4 separate regions of the Mus musculus genome follow, and all the other regions are linked to region 4. The links are chromatin contacts, called in public HiChIP or PLAC-seq, capture Hi-C and promoter capture Hi-C maps. All regions are on one chromosome and are shown on one strand. The core of a region is the stretch at or near the end of the contact, and the rest is flanking DNA. Distances in the headings are between cores, read along the strand shown. Region 1 overlaps Cspg4b (chondroitin sulfate proteoglycan 4B). Region 2 has its middle 9.7 kb from the start of Gm41071. Region 3 overlaps Cspg4b (chondroitin sulfate proteoglycan 4B). Region 4 has its middle 29 kb from the start of Snx18.

Region 1 (2,700 bases), core at 87-2,586, 230 kb after region 4:
CCCTGTCCTCTCCACCGTTCTTTGACTTCCCAAATGTTCTAAAGCTGACTGATGGTCAATCTGAGCTGTCATACGATGACTGGGAACTGACCTGGGTACCACTTGATAGAAGTTATAAACTTCAGGCGGTGCCAAAGCCCCCTCGCCATCTGCATGTGGAAAAGGAGGCAGTGTGTGGGAGGGGCAAGAAGAAAGGCTAATTTCTTTCTGTTCTCAAACCATACAGAAAATGCCCATTTCTAAACATATATGCTAACCAGGATTGGAATGTTTTCAGTGTTGTTTAATGTGTATACGTGGTGTAATGTGTGTGTGTGTGTGTGTGTGTGCACACATAAGTGTGTATATGCTTTAACCCATGCTTACACATGCAGAGGTCAGAACAGTCCTTTTATGTGTCTGCTGGGAATGTGAACTCAGGCCTTCTGCTTGCACAGCAGATGCTCTTAGCCCTAGAGCCATGTCCTTATCCCTGGAATACATTCAGATCAATGCATGTTTACTATATTAGTTGGTGGTATTCCTCTCTGTCTTGATATAAATTTAACATTTTGTTGTTTTCTGGCCTTGCTTTTATAAAGTATGCACTGTAGTTTGGATCTGAAATGTCCCCCAGAACCCCATGTGTTAAGGTTTGTTCTCTGGCTTTTGAATTACTGGGGTTCCCTGGCTTTGGAGTTATTGGGGTGGGGGTGGGACCTTGAAGAGGTGGAGAAACCATTGAGGGTGAGTTAGGTGAGTGGGAATGAGCCCCTGAGGGGACATTGCAACCTTCGCCTCCATGTCCTGTCTTCTCTCTTTGTGCTTCCCAGCCTTCAGGAAGTAAGCATTTCTCTACCTGTGTGCCTCACCAGGATGCTCTGCCTCTCAAGCCTTAAAGCAAGTGACAGCTGACAAAGGACTGAAGCTTCAGCAGCCGAGCCAAAATAAACCTGTTCCCCTCCACACGATTCCTCTCAGATACTCTGTTACAGCATCAGAAAGCCCTTGAATGCCGTGTGTGTGTGTGTGTGTGTGTGTGTGTGTGTGTGTGTGTGTGTGTAATAGGCACTATCACACCAAAGCTATCTATGAGCCCGAAAGGACCAGAGTTTTCCCTGGATTTCTCTGTAGTCTTCCTCACATCATTGACTTTCTTTATGACGGTTGAGGCGTAAAGAGAGACAAGGTATTCAAAAGTGACAAACATAGATGTTGGAAAACCCTGAGCTTGTCAGCAGCAGCTCCCAGCGGCTCCCCTCCTCCCCGCACATCCCTCTTGCCCTGTCAGAACAAGTCCTTGGAGACGTCCGTCCTCAGGCCCCTTTGTTCCCCCAGCCTGGCAGCCTGGGCTCTGGCCAGGGATGGAACACTTGGTCCCTGCATGAGACCTCTTCTATTTCCTTAGCTCTCTTCTCTCATCATCCCCTAGGGAAATGTATTTGAGAACACTAGGAACTCTCTAAAGGAAACAATAAGTGGGTCATAGGTGGAGCAAATGTCATTCTCCTCTGATGACCTCATTTCCATTCATTAAATGACTGTTGCACATCAGGGCAAACACCAGCCAGTTCCAGTGTAGCAGAAAATTGCCTTCCCCTGGGAAACTCCTTTTAAATATGAGAAATAGAAAGGGACTTTTCACATTTCCAAGAACAAAAAGCTAAGCATCAGCCTCAAACCCCATCTAATTAGTGTTTATAATCCTTAGGATGTCCGGTCACCTCACCACCCATCTTGAATACCAGCTGGACTTTCTCAGTCATCGTGATGCCAGCTCTCCTCAGTGAAAGTCTTTAGCATGGCCCACACAGGTCACCTTAAGCAACTGCTCTGTGATGTCCACCCCCCTAGGGGACAGCTAATGTAGCCTCTATGACTGACCCCTTGAAGCTCAGACCCACCTGAGGGTAGGTCACATGACTACCTCTAAGTTACCATGTGGCCTCCTGGAACAAGTACCTGTCTGATTTCATCTTACCCACTCAAATGCCCCCTTGGAAAAGCTGCTTGGACAACACTCTGGATCCAACAGAAGCTTGGTCTTTGAGTGTCTCTCTCTCTGTGTGTGCTTCCTGACTTTGTATGCACATGGCCTTTGGGTGTACCAGGTGCCCATATGATGTACAAATAATATAGTGTTTCTAGCTTGTGTCTCTCCTGATCATTAGAAGAATACTTTCCATCTCCACAACCCTCAATTAAGTGTGGGAAACATGCTATACTCTTTACATCTATTACTGTCTTAGCCACATTTAACCGGTTAGGGGAAAGCCCTGGTTAATTTGACAGGAGCATGACCTAGAATCCAGAGCCCTGGGCTCCAGTCTTGGCTCTGCTATCAATAGGCTGTGTAACCATGCGAACATGCATGCTTTAGGTCTGAGTCTGCATACATGAACATGGTTTCAACAATCACTGCTATGACTCCTCCCGTTTTCAAGACAACAAAACAGGTTTAACACCTATGTGATTTGCTGAGTCACAGAGGGAGCCTAGATCTCCTGGTGTTGTGCCAAAAAACTTCTGTACAGTCCCAGAAGTTACCAGTAGGTCTCAGATACCTAAACTATAAAATCTCTCCACATACCAAACAACAAAGCCACCAGATGGCTGTCGTGTGGAAATTCTACGAACTACAACTATATCTGAGACAAGGTTTCAGGGAGAAAGAAATTATTATATCAGGGGCGTGCCTTGTGTACAAAGCCAGATACACAG
Region 2 (2,700 bases), core at 137-2,636, 160 kb after region 4:
CATTATCTGAACTATGATATCCTACTCTATTCTGTTACTCTATGCTGTCTGCTTGTAACGATCAGAGTTTCGTTATAAGCTGAGAAAACTGAATTGTGTAGTGTTTGTTTGTTCAGTGCTCCTCAGTCCTGGCCATTGCAAAGGCATTTGCCACAAAGTCCAGCTGGGTCACCTGCCTGCTGGAACTTGTGTTTCTGAGATAGTCATCTGAGGAAATGGGGAATGTGTCACATGAAGAGCCTGTCTTTAGACCTGCTAAGCCAGGACTGATTTAGATACCTGCAAGGATTTGCCTGGCTTCTGTTTCTTTTCCTTTAAGAGTGCTTGTGATGCTAGTTACAAATGGAAGATGTCCAATGCTTGAAACAGAATGTCAGGGGGAGGAGAAGAGAAGGAAGAAGGTGTTTCCCTGTTTACATGTTAGGAAAACCTTTGTAGAAAAAAAAAAAGATTATTCCACCACTGAACCTGGCCTTCCCTGGCCACCTCTTTTATTTCTATATTGGCGGATGTTTGCTTATTTGGTTTTTGTCTGTGTTAGGCAGGCAAGTCCCACACCTACCTGCTTGCTTTTCTTTGTATACTAATGTTCTTAGACAAGCCATCATCAGTGGTGTACAGTAATGATTTTATTTAAAATATTACTTCATGTTCTGTCCACATTCTACAGAACTTAAATGAATCTCAGAACCAATACCAAGATGCCATCTGTGCAAGCCCATTGATAAACTTGAGCTTTCTCTGACCAGGCCTACTTCCATCATATTCCCAAAGCTCTCCCGAGATTCTCTATATGAAATTTCGTGCCATTATTCCATTAGCATGGCTTCTTTGGATCCTGAAGCAGAAGTTTTAAACATTTTGGGAAGGCTTACTTATAATTAAGAATAACACTTAACGATAGTGTTATACAGTAGAGAGTAACCTCAACAATCGCAGTGCCCAGGTGCGACAGAAGCCATGCGTGCTCAAAAACAAAAACAAAAACAAAACAAAAAACCAAAAACCTGAGCACAGAAAAGTGGGTGCCAAGGTACCAGAAAAGAAAGTATAAATTGGTTTATTCACAGTCCAGCTACCAAACCAAATGAGTCTCTCTGACTTCTACTCTGCAATCCCTGATTTATATATTACAACGAGGACCAATGGGCAGTTATAATAACAGAGCTCAACCATCTAATGAGATGGGAATCCAAACTGACTTTAGACTTTGAGATGAGAAGAGGGTGAGCACCAGGAGTTATTAGTGGTCAATCCACATGTGGTCCCAGGGGATAAATCGGAAGTGGCTTGGGAGTAAGAAGGGACTCTAAAGAGGGTAGAACAGATGGTGCAATTCTTTCTCAAGTGAGCCTGTTTCCTGTCTCCTGTTCTTGTTCCCACAATAAGATTCTGTGTTGAGAAACAAGAAGCAAACTGCCCACAGCTACTGCACACAGCACAGCCACAGGCCTATCAGACAGTTACCAGAAAGACGAAGAAACTCTCTTTTTTACTGAGGGGTGTGTGTGGGGGGCGGGGAAGAAGAATAATCTTCTCAAGCTACTCCAAACCTTTCTACCCAAAGGGGCTTCCGAAGCCACAGTTCAGATGATCACACGGACAATCCCTGCCGCTGGGCTCCCTCACCCTCTGGCCTGACCAGGGCTTCCTGGGAAGGAAGTCCTTCATCAGAGGCATAAAGTTCAAGTTGAGATGACTGGTAACAGCTATCTGCAAGTTTAAATAATTCTAAAGAACATGCAGCCACAACACGGAGTTCATTAAAGATGCTGGTATTACTCTTGCTTCAAAGCAGATGATCAAATAAAACTTAGGAACATAGTTTTCCTAACTCTGGGCCATTGTCAACCTCCTTAAATGCCATATAAAGAATCAAGCGTAAAAAAAATGGAAATGTCTCTCAGAATGGAATCTTTCTTTGAAAAGAAAAATGTATGCATTGTTATTGAGAGGAAAGAAATCGTGTATTGCTTACCATACTCAAGTCTAATATGTTGGGCTAAAATTTTAGAAATGGTAATGATATTATAATTATCAAATCATTTATTTGATACCGGCAGGTGGTAAGTTCAATAATAGCTCAGAGATTTAAAAATATATATCATTTGCAACAACCTGAGATTCACAAGTTTGGAACAGTGAAAACAAATTTAAAATAGAAATAATGATTGCCTTTAGAGCTAAGAGTTTATACACTGATCATGGCTCCTTGCTCTGTAACTCCTAAATTAACACCTCTAGAAATTTACCTAGAAATACATTCATAATTCACATGCCTAAAAATGGAAGTTATCTTTAAGAATCACCATCTGCTTCATAAAAGAACTTAATATTTAGAAAATCAAATCTTCTTCAAATTATGATTAGGTGCAGAACCTGGTATCAAATTAAAGTTGAGCAGCTACCTAGCCTTACTGCCATTCTCATCTGTTAAGTGGAGAGAAGGCATCCAAACTGTAGGAGCCTACAGATGTGCTAAGGTTGAAATGCCTCACCTGAGTAAGTGTTATGATGGTCCTAATATTGCAGAATTTATTAGCACCATGTGCCCAGTACTCTTTTACATTCAAAGATTACTAAGCAGGAAAGACATGAATCTCTGCCTCTAAGGATAGAACAAACATATAAGCAACTACAAACAGCTAAATCAGTTATATAAGAGTTATTATATATATATATGAGTTATAATAGGGCTAG
Region 3 (2,700 bases), core at 173-2,672, 250 kb after region 4:
CTGTTAACAACTTAATTTCTGACTGTTTCTCTCTCAGTCTAAGGACAATAGCTTTTCAGTGTCTACTGGAAATACAAAATTAACAGTGTGCTCAGATTACAAGGACGTAGGCTTAATTTAACTTGTGGAAAAGCCACGGTTTCTATAAAATATATACGTGGGCCTGTTTAACAGTACCATGACTGCCAGTTTCAGGCTTTACATTTTTAAATCATTCCCTGTAGCTTATTTTTATTTCTTCAGGAATGAAAATTAACTTGAGAATGTGCTGTCATTTTCCTTCCTGTAACTTGTAGACCCTGATTATTTTTTCCCAATCAGGAGCTTAGAAGAGTTATTTTTCCACTGTAGTTCCTCTAAGGCCAAACACTGCTTTCCCCTGTCACCTCTGGAATATACCACCTTCTAAAACAAATGGGGAACCTGTCACTAGCTCAATTAGCAGTCCCATTGCTTCAAGGGAAGCTCTAGTTTAGAGCCCAGCATTGGGTCACAGTAACTTCAGATATGTGGAGAGAGGGACAGCAATGAGCTCAACCTTGAAGCCAGATTTGAAAGTTATGTAAGGTTCAATAAGCAAGTGTCTGAGGACAAACCACACTTGCCCTGAGGACAAGCCACACTTGCCCTGAGGACAAGCCGCACTTGCCCCTGGGGGTAGTACACGAAAATTCACCTCTGCTTGTTAGAGGAAGAGAGGCTGACCTCCTGAGTTACCAACTGTGTCTACCCAATGTCATCATAGTTGTGCTATCAACATTTAAAGACTCTGGCCTTTGGATCAGGTTTCAGGGGAGTTGTATAGAGTACTCTGATGAGCTGCCCTGCTGTGTGGCATTCTGGAAGGCCACTGACTTTTACAGCCTCCACGCTTCCACTGCACCTGGTTTGCAAAGCTCCTTCTAGTTATTCTAAATAATTGCCAAAAACAAATAAGTGTGTGTGGGGGGTGTATCTCCAAGGGACAGTCCTTGATTTGCACACACTGGGTCCTGGGTTCAATCCCCAGCACCATACAAAGCCAAGCCAAGCCTATCTTTAAAGTAAAAACAAGGCAAAGCATTATAGTATTATATTACAGGTCTTTTTTGAAAAATGGGAAAATGAAGCCCCCTCGTGGCCAGAATTTTATGTGGCCTGTGTAAAACACCACTTAAACTCAAAAGCACTCTTAAGAATGGATTTGAAATGTAAGTGAAGAAAATATCTAATAAAGTAATTTTAAAAATCGAACGACAACAACAAAAAAAGAAGGATGGATTTCAGAGCAGAATACAAAGGAGTCACTAGGGATAGCATAACTCTGAATCTGCTTTGTCAGAGCACAAATAAATGACCCCATTCATGGCCCCCAATTCCCTTAGAGATGGGCCCGCCCGCCAGCCCTGCAGTTTAAGGATGTGTCTTGTTCCTGCAGGAGAAAGGCCTCACTTGAAACCCTACACCAGAGAAGGCAATGCTTAGACTCTGCTCTGAATCCCCAACCAGAGTCCACCATGCCACCAGGATCAATTCCCACCTCTCCCACGCTCTTCTCCAAAGCAGACTGGGGTGGACACCCTTGCTATCTACAGGCCCTGGCAAGACTGGGAGGAAGAAAGCCATATAAGGTCACCTGAAAGCTTTAATAAAATGCAGATTGGAGAGAACATGAAATCTGGGTCAGGAAAAGGTACCTGCTACCAACCTGAGGGTCTGAGTGTGCCCCTGGGACCTGCATAGTCGAAGGGGAAACCAACTCTTTGCAAGTTGTCTTCTGACATCAATACTTGTGTATGGTGTGTGTGTGTGTGTGTGTGTGTGTGTGTGTGGTCCCTTTACCGTATATCCCAAATAAATCAATGTGATTTTAAAAACCCATAAATCTGAAGGCCTTGTGGAAGTCACATTTTGCCTCTGTCCCAGATTCTCTCTCTGCTTAATGTTGTTATTTGGGCTAGTCATATCTACTGCCCATATCACACATCCCACCACTAGTCTCTCCAGCCCAGACCATGCTCATTATAGAAGTAGCTTACCTCCAAGCCACACCCCAGCCCTTTACTTCACCCCTACCCTTAACTCTGTGGGAAGCTCATACTTCCTCCAGGTTCTTGGGTTCCTATACTGTAACTGTGCAGGAGAAAGCAGTAGTGCTTCATTGTGATCACAAGTTCACACCTTAACTCTGCTATATCCCCGAGGCTCTGTCTGTCTGTCAGCCAGTCTGTCTCTCTTGCAATCTTAGCCAAGAGTCTCCTGTGCTATAGTTTTCCCCTTTTTTCAAATAAAAACGATACCCTACAGAGTTGTTGAAGGCTTGTGTCACAGGCTGAGCCCAATACCAGGCACAGAATAAACATTTCAGCAGTATTAGCTACCGTGTGACCAGAAAGTGGTCATTATCTTCATCAACCAATTGCTCTGAAATAAAGAGAAGAAATGCTGCTGTCAGAAATGATCCCTACATTTGAGAGGAACTACCCACACATCTGCTACTAGACAGTGTGCTCAGTTAGCCGTGGCTTTAACTAAGTGCATATGCTGTCCACATTCACATCCAGAAAAATGGACAGACCTGATAATCCTTTAATATTATTGGGAGTTGATTCATGACACTCCCTGCAGTGTGGTCAATGCGCTTAGCTGTTCCATGCTAATTTGCCATCATTGCCAGCCACTCTGGTGGGAAAGGGAGAAATAGCTTGAAAACAAAGATAA
Region 4 (2,700 bases), core at 116-2,615:
GGGCCACAGTCCCTGGGGATTTCCTTTGTTCCCTTTGGAGTTTTCTGAGGTGATCCCTGTTCATCATTGCAATTCTGCCTTCCCGCTCTCCCTCAGCCCCGCTAGCCTTCCTTTCTCAAAGGACCTGCATGGGAAGACAGGAAGTGCTTGGCCCCTCTCACCAGGAACTGCATCCTGTGGTCCACACGAGCCGCTGAGGAGGAGTCTGTCCATTCCCATTGCTGTGAGTGTTAAAGCCCCAGTGAGGTCTTGTGTCTTTTCCCAGAGATCACACAAACTAAGGGGTGCCACTGCTGACGCTCATTCTGGAATCTGGCCGAAGCCTCTTAATCTTACCTGGTTCCATTGGGTGACATATGGCCGCTTTTGGACATTCTCTAAGACCCCTGATACTGGGTATATGGGAACCCTCGCATCCTTTGGCTGTGACATAAAGGTGTAGAAGACACATCTAAAATTTGCTTTGCGCCTGTTCTGCTGGGAGTACGAGCGTGTGTGGAACAGCTTTGTCTTAATAGGAAGAAGTGACTGAAGTCCTGACAGACTGGGAAGTTTGTCAGAGCTTATTGATGCTACCTAGCTCCCTCCCCATACCAGTAACTTGTGACGTAAGAATGACCATGGTTGAGTGTGGTAAGATGTTTGATCCCAGATGGTCAGGGTGTAGCTCTGACAAATGCTACTGGTCACACATGGGAGCAACGGACTGTTCTCCAGTGTTAATGTTCTGGTTACTAAGAGCACGGGAGGCTGCTGCTGTTGCTGTGCCAATGCTCTGGACAGGAACCCAGGAAAACCCCCACAATGGAAGCCTTTTGGCCCTACCCCAGGCCTCTGAGGTGGAGGGAAGTCAATCAGGATTGGTTTGTGGCCACAGCCCTGGAGGTCACAAGTTCGCAAAAGGCCCTGGTCCCTTAATGTCCCTACACCATCATTCTTGTGGTAGCCCTAGAGCTCTCAAACATGATAGTGGCTGTCTTGTCTTTTTTTTTTTTTAAGACATATTTATTATATATAAATACACTGTAGCTGTCTTCAGACACTCCAGAAGAGGGTATCAGATCTCGTTATGGATGGTTGTGAGCCACCATGTGGTTGCTGGGATTTGAACTCAGGACCTTTGGAAGAGCAGTCGGTACTCTTATCCAATGAGTCATCTCAAAAGCCCGTGGCTGTCTTGTCTTAGTCCATCCTTACTGGTAAAGTATTTGAGTCATGTACTGAGGGCAAGACTGATTGTCCTCATGAAGTTACGTTCAGGGGGGCTTGAAACACTCAAGAGAGTGTTCTATTGCCTTGTGACTTTGTTAGCCCGTTGAGAAATGGACTCTGAGGCTGAAGTCATATTTTCCCTGTGCTTCCCGTTTTCATACACTCCAGGAAATGACTCTCAGGCCCTCAGAGTTTGCTGGGTTGGCAGGCCTCTCTGCAAGCTGAGCCAGCACATCAGAAAAATGACGCTTTGGAGCCAGAGGCCTGGGTCCACCCCAAGCTGCTTCATACCTCGTATGACCTCAGGCAGTTGGCTGACCCATCTTTGTCTTGTGTTATGCGGTAGACCTCCTTAGAGTTTACGACACTGGGGACCTATTGATGCAGACCACCATGGAAAGTCCTTAGCCATTTTACAATTGTCTTCTCTAACAGATATTAGAAGCGATCATTGATTCCAGAATCAGGTAATGAGTGTCACACGACCTTGAGCTGCGAGTGTATGTGAATAACCTGCAGCCTATAAGGGCTTCGTGTGCCCAGCTGTGAATGTGACTCAGAACAAAACAGTGTGTGCTCAAGACATTGAGTTATTTTCATAACTCATTTGGACAATCCTTCATCTGGGGCTTCGTAAGTGACAACCACGTGCTGCGATGTCTGATGGCTCTGCACTCCTGGGCTTTTCTGATCTAGCTCTCCTATTTTTTAATAGGATATAGTGACTCCTCGACAAAGACAAGGCAACAGTTGAATGGCAAATGAACCCTGAGCTCAAGGATGGGAAGAGAGGGTAAAGCAAAGTTCCCTAATTATAGGGGACAAAGTGACAGGAAAGATTTGGAAAATGAGAACCATGGTGGCAACAGTGCCACAGAAAAATGAAGGAATCCCCAGTAGGGTCCCAAGCAGGCATGATGTTCCTGTTCGGTCCTGCCTTTCTTCTGCCCTGTGTGGACAGGCACAGGACCAAACCTTCCTCCAGCATCCCACTCCCCAGAGCCCAGCCCAGCCTCCTGAATCCTGCAAACCTGACTCCTATCACTCTCAGATGCGCTGAATGGATGATGGGGCTTGGGATTCCAGCTCAGGCTTCATCCTTTGGTACCACTCCCAATCCCTGAGCTTTCTAAGAGCTGAGTGCCAGTGTTTCTAGGAAGTTGTCCTATAGCTCTAGGCAAGAAGAAAGAGCGGAAGACGGCTCAGAATTCTGCTAGCTTGTTCTACATAGCACCATAGGGCCTACATAATGAAGTCTCAAATAAATAAGAAATCTATATGTGAGTTTAGAATTTCCAGAGAAAATCCAATGAAATAAGAGACAGAGCAGTATCCCACATGCTGCTCCAATGAATAAAACAAATGCTTATATGTGTGTGGATTGTTTCATACATACCCCCAGACTGGTAACAAGGTTATGTTGTTTGCTTTGGGGGCTGAAGATTTGGGGCAAAGAGAGGGGTGGCTGTTCATTGAAATCTCTGCTGG

The links. HiChIP or PLAC-seq counts read pairs in DNA pulled down with a chosen protein or histone mark. Capture Hi-C pulls out chosen DNA fragments and counts their contacts.
Region 1: a contact with region 4 is called in a promoter capture Hi-C map of adipose tissue. The contact joins two enhancer-like sites. A contact is called at or near these places in 5 of 484 Hi-C or Micro-C datasets (the N1E-115 cell line, bone marrow-derived macrophages, nephron progenitors and 2 more), 8 of 115 datasets of contacts at active chromatin or transcription factors (CD8 T cells, double positive thymocytes, embryonic basal ganglia and 5 more) and 3 of 9 other capture datasets (adipose tissue, liver and pancreatic islet).
Region 2: a contact with region 4 is called in an H3K27ac HiChIP or PLAC-seq map of microglia, with 3 times the contacts expected there. The contact joins two enhancer-like sites. A contact is called at or near these places in 6 of 484 Hi-C or Micro-C datasets (bone marrow, bone marrow-derived macrophages, conventional type 1 dendritic cells and 3 more), 5 of 115 datasets of contacts at active chromatin or transcription factors (cardiomyocytes, embryonic stem cells, microglia and 1 more) and 1 of 9 other capture datasets (bone marrow-derived macrophages).
Region 3: a contact with region 4 is called in a capture Hi-C map of bone marrow-derived macrophages, with 10 times the contacts expected there. The contact joins two enhancer-like sites. A contact is called at or near these places in 10 of 484 Hi-C or Micro-C datasets (the N1E-115 cell line, bone marrow-derived macrophages, cortical neurons and 7 more), 9 of 115 datasets of contacts at active chromatin or transcription factors (CD8 T cells, DN3 thymocytes, embryonic basal ganglia and 5 more) and 5 of 9 other capture datasets (adipose tissue, bone marrow-derived macrophages, embryonic stem cells and 2 more).

Annotation. Positions count from the first base shown.
Region 1 is chr13:113,353,922-113,356,621 of GRCm38.p6, reverse strand. All of the region lies in intron 8 of Cspg4b (chondroitin sulfate proteoglycan 4B), which reads right to left. It overlaps Gm41070 (a long non-coding RNA gene), which reads left to right. Exons shown (of 3, transcript XR_001781058.2): 3 at 813-950. Among named protein-coding and RNA genes, the nearest start is that of Gm41070, 9.1 kb to the left of the region's middle. Within about 2 kb of position 1,336, at least 47 of the 459 cell types and tissues checked have an H3K27ac peak or open chromatin away from gene starts, as enhancers often do. A contact at or near this core is called in adipose tissue, where this site is marked.
Region 2 is chr13:113,432,362-113,435,061 of GRCm38.p6, reverse strand. No RefSeq gene overlaps it. Among named protein-coding and RNA genes, the nearest start is that of Gm41071, 9.7 kb to the right of the region's middle. Within about 2 kb of position 1,386, at least 48 of the 459 cell types and tissues checked have an H3K27ac peak or open chromatin away from gene starts, as enhancers often do. A contact at or near this core is called in bone marrow-derived macrophages, granulocyte-monocyte progenitors, microglia and 1 more, where this site is marked.
Region 3 is chr13:113,335,778-113,338,477 of GRCm38.p6, reverse strand. All of the region lies in intron 5 of Cspg4b (chondroitin sulfate proteoglycan 4B), which reads right to left. Among named protein-coding and RNA genes, the nearest start is that of Gm41070, 27 kb to the left of the region's middle. Within about 2 kb of position 1,422, at least 21 of the 459 cell types and tissues checked have an H3K27ac peak or open chromatin away from gene starts, as enhancers often do. A contact at or near this core is called in adipose tissue, bone marrow-derived macrophages and microglia, where this site is marked.
Region 4 is chr13:113,588,421-113,591,120 of GRCm38.p6, reverse strand. No RefSeq gene overlaps it. Among named protein-coding and RNA genes, the nearest start is that of Snx18, 29 kb to the left of the region's middle. Within about 2 kb of position 1,365, at least 58 of the 459 cell types and tissues checked have an H3K27ac peak or open chromatin away from gene starts, as enhancers often do. A contact at or near this core is called in adipose tissue, bone marrow-derived macrophages, granulocyte-monocyte progenitors and 2 more, where this site is marked.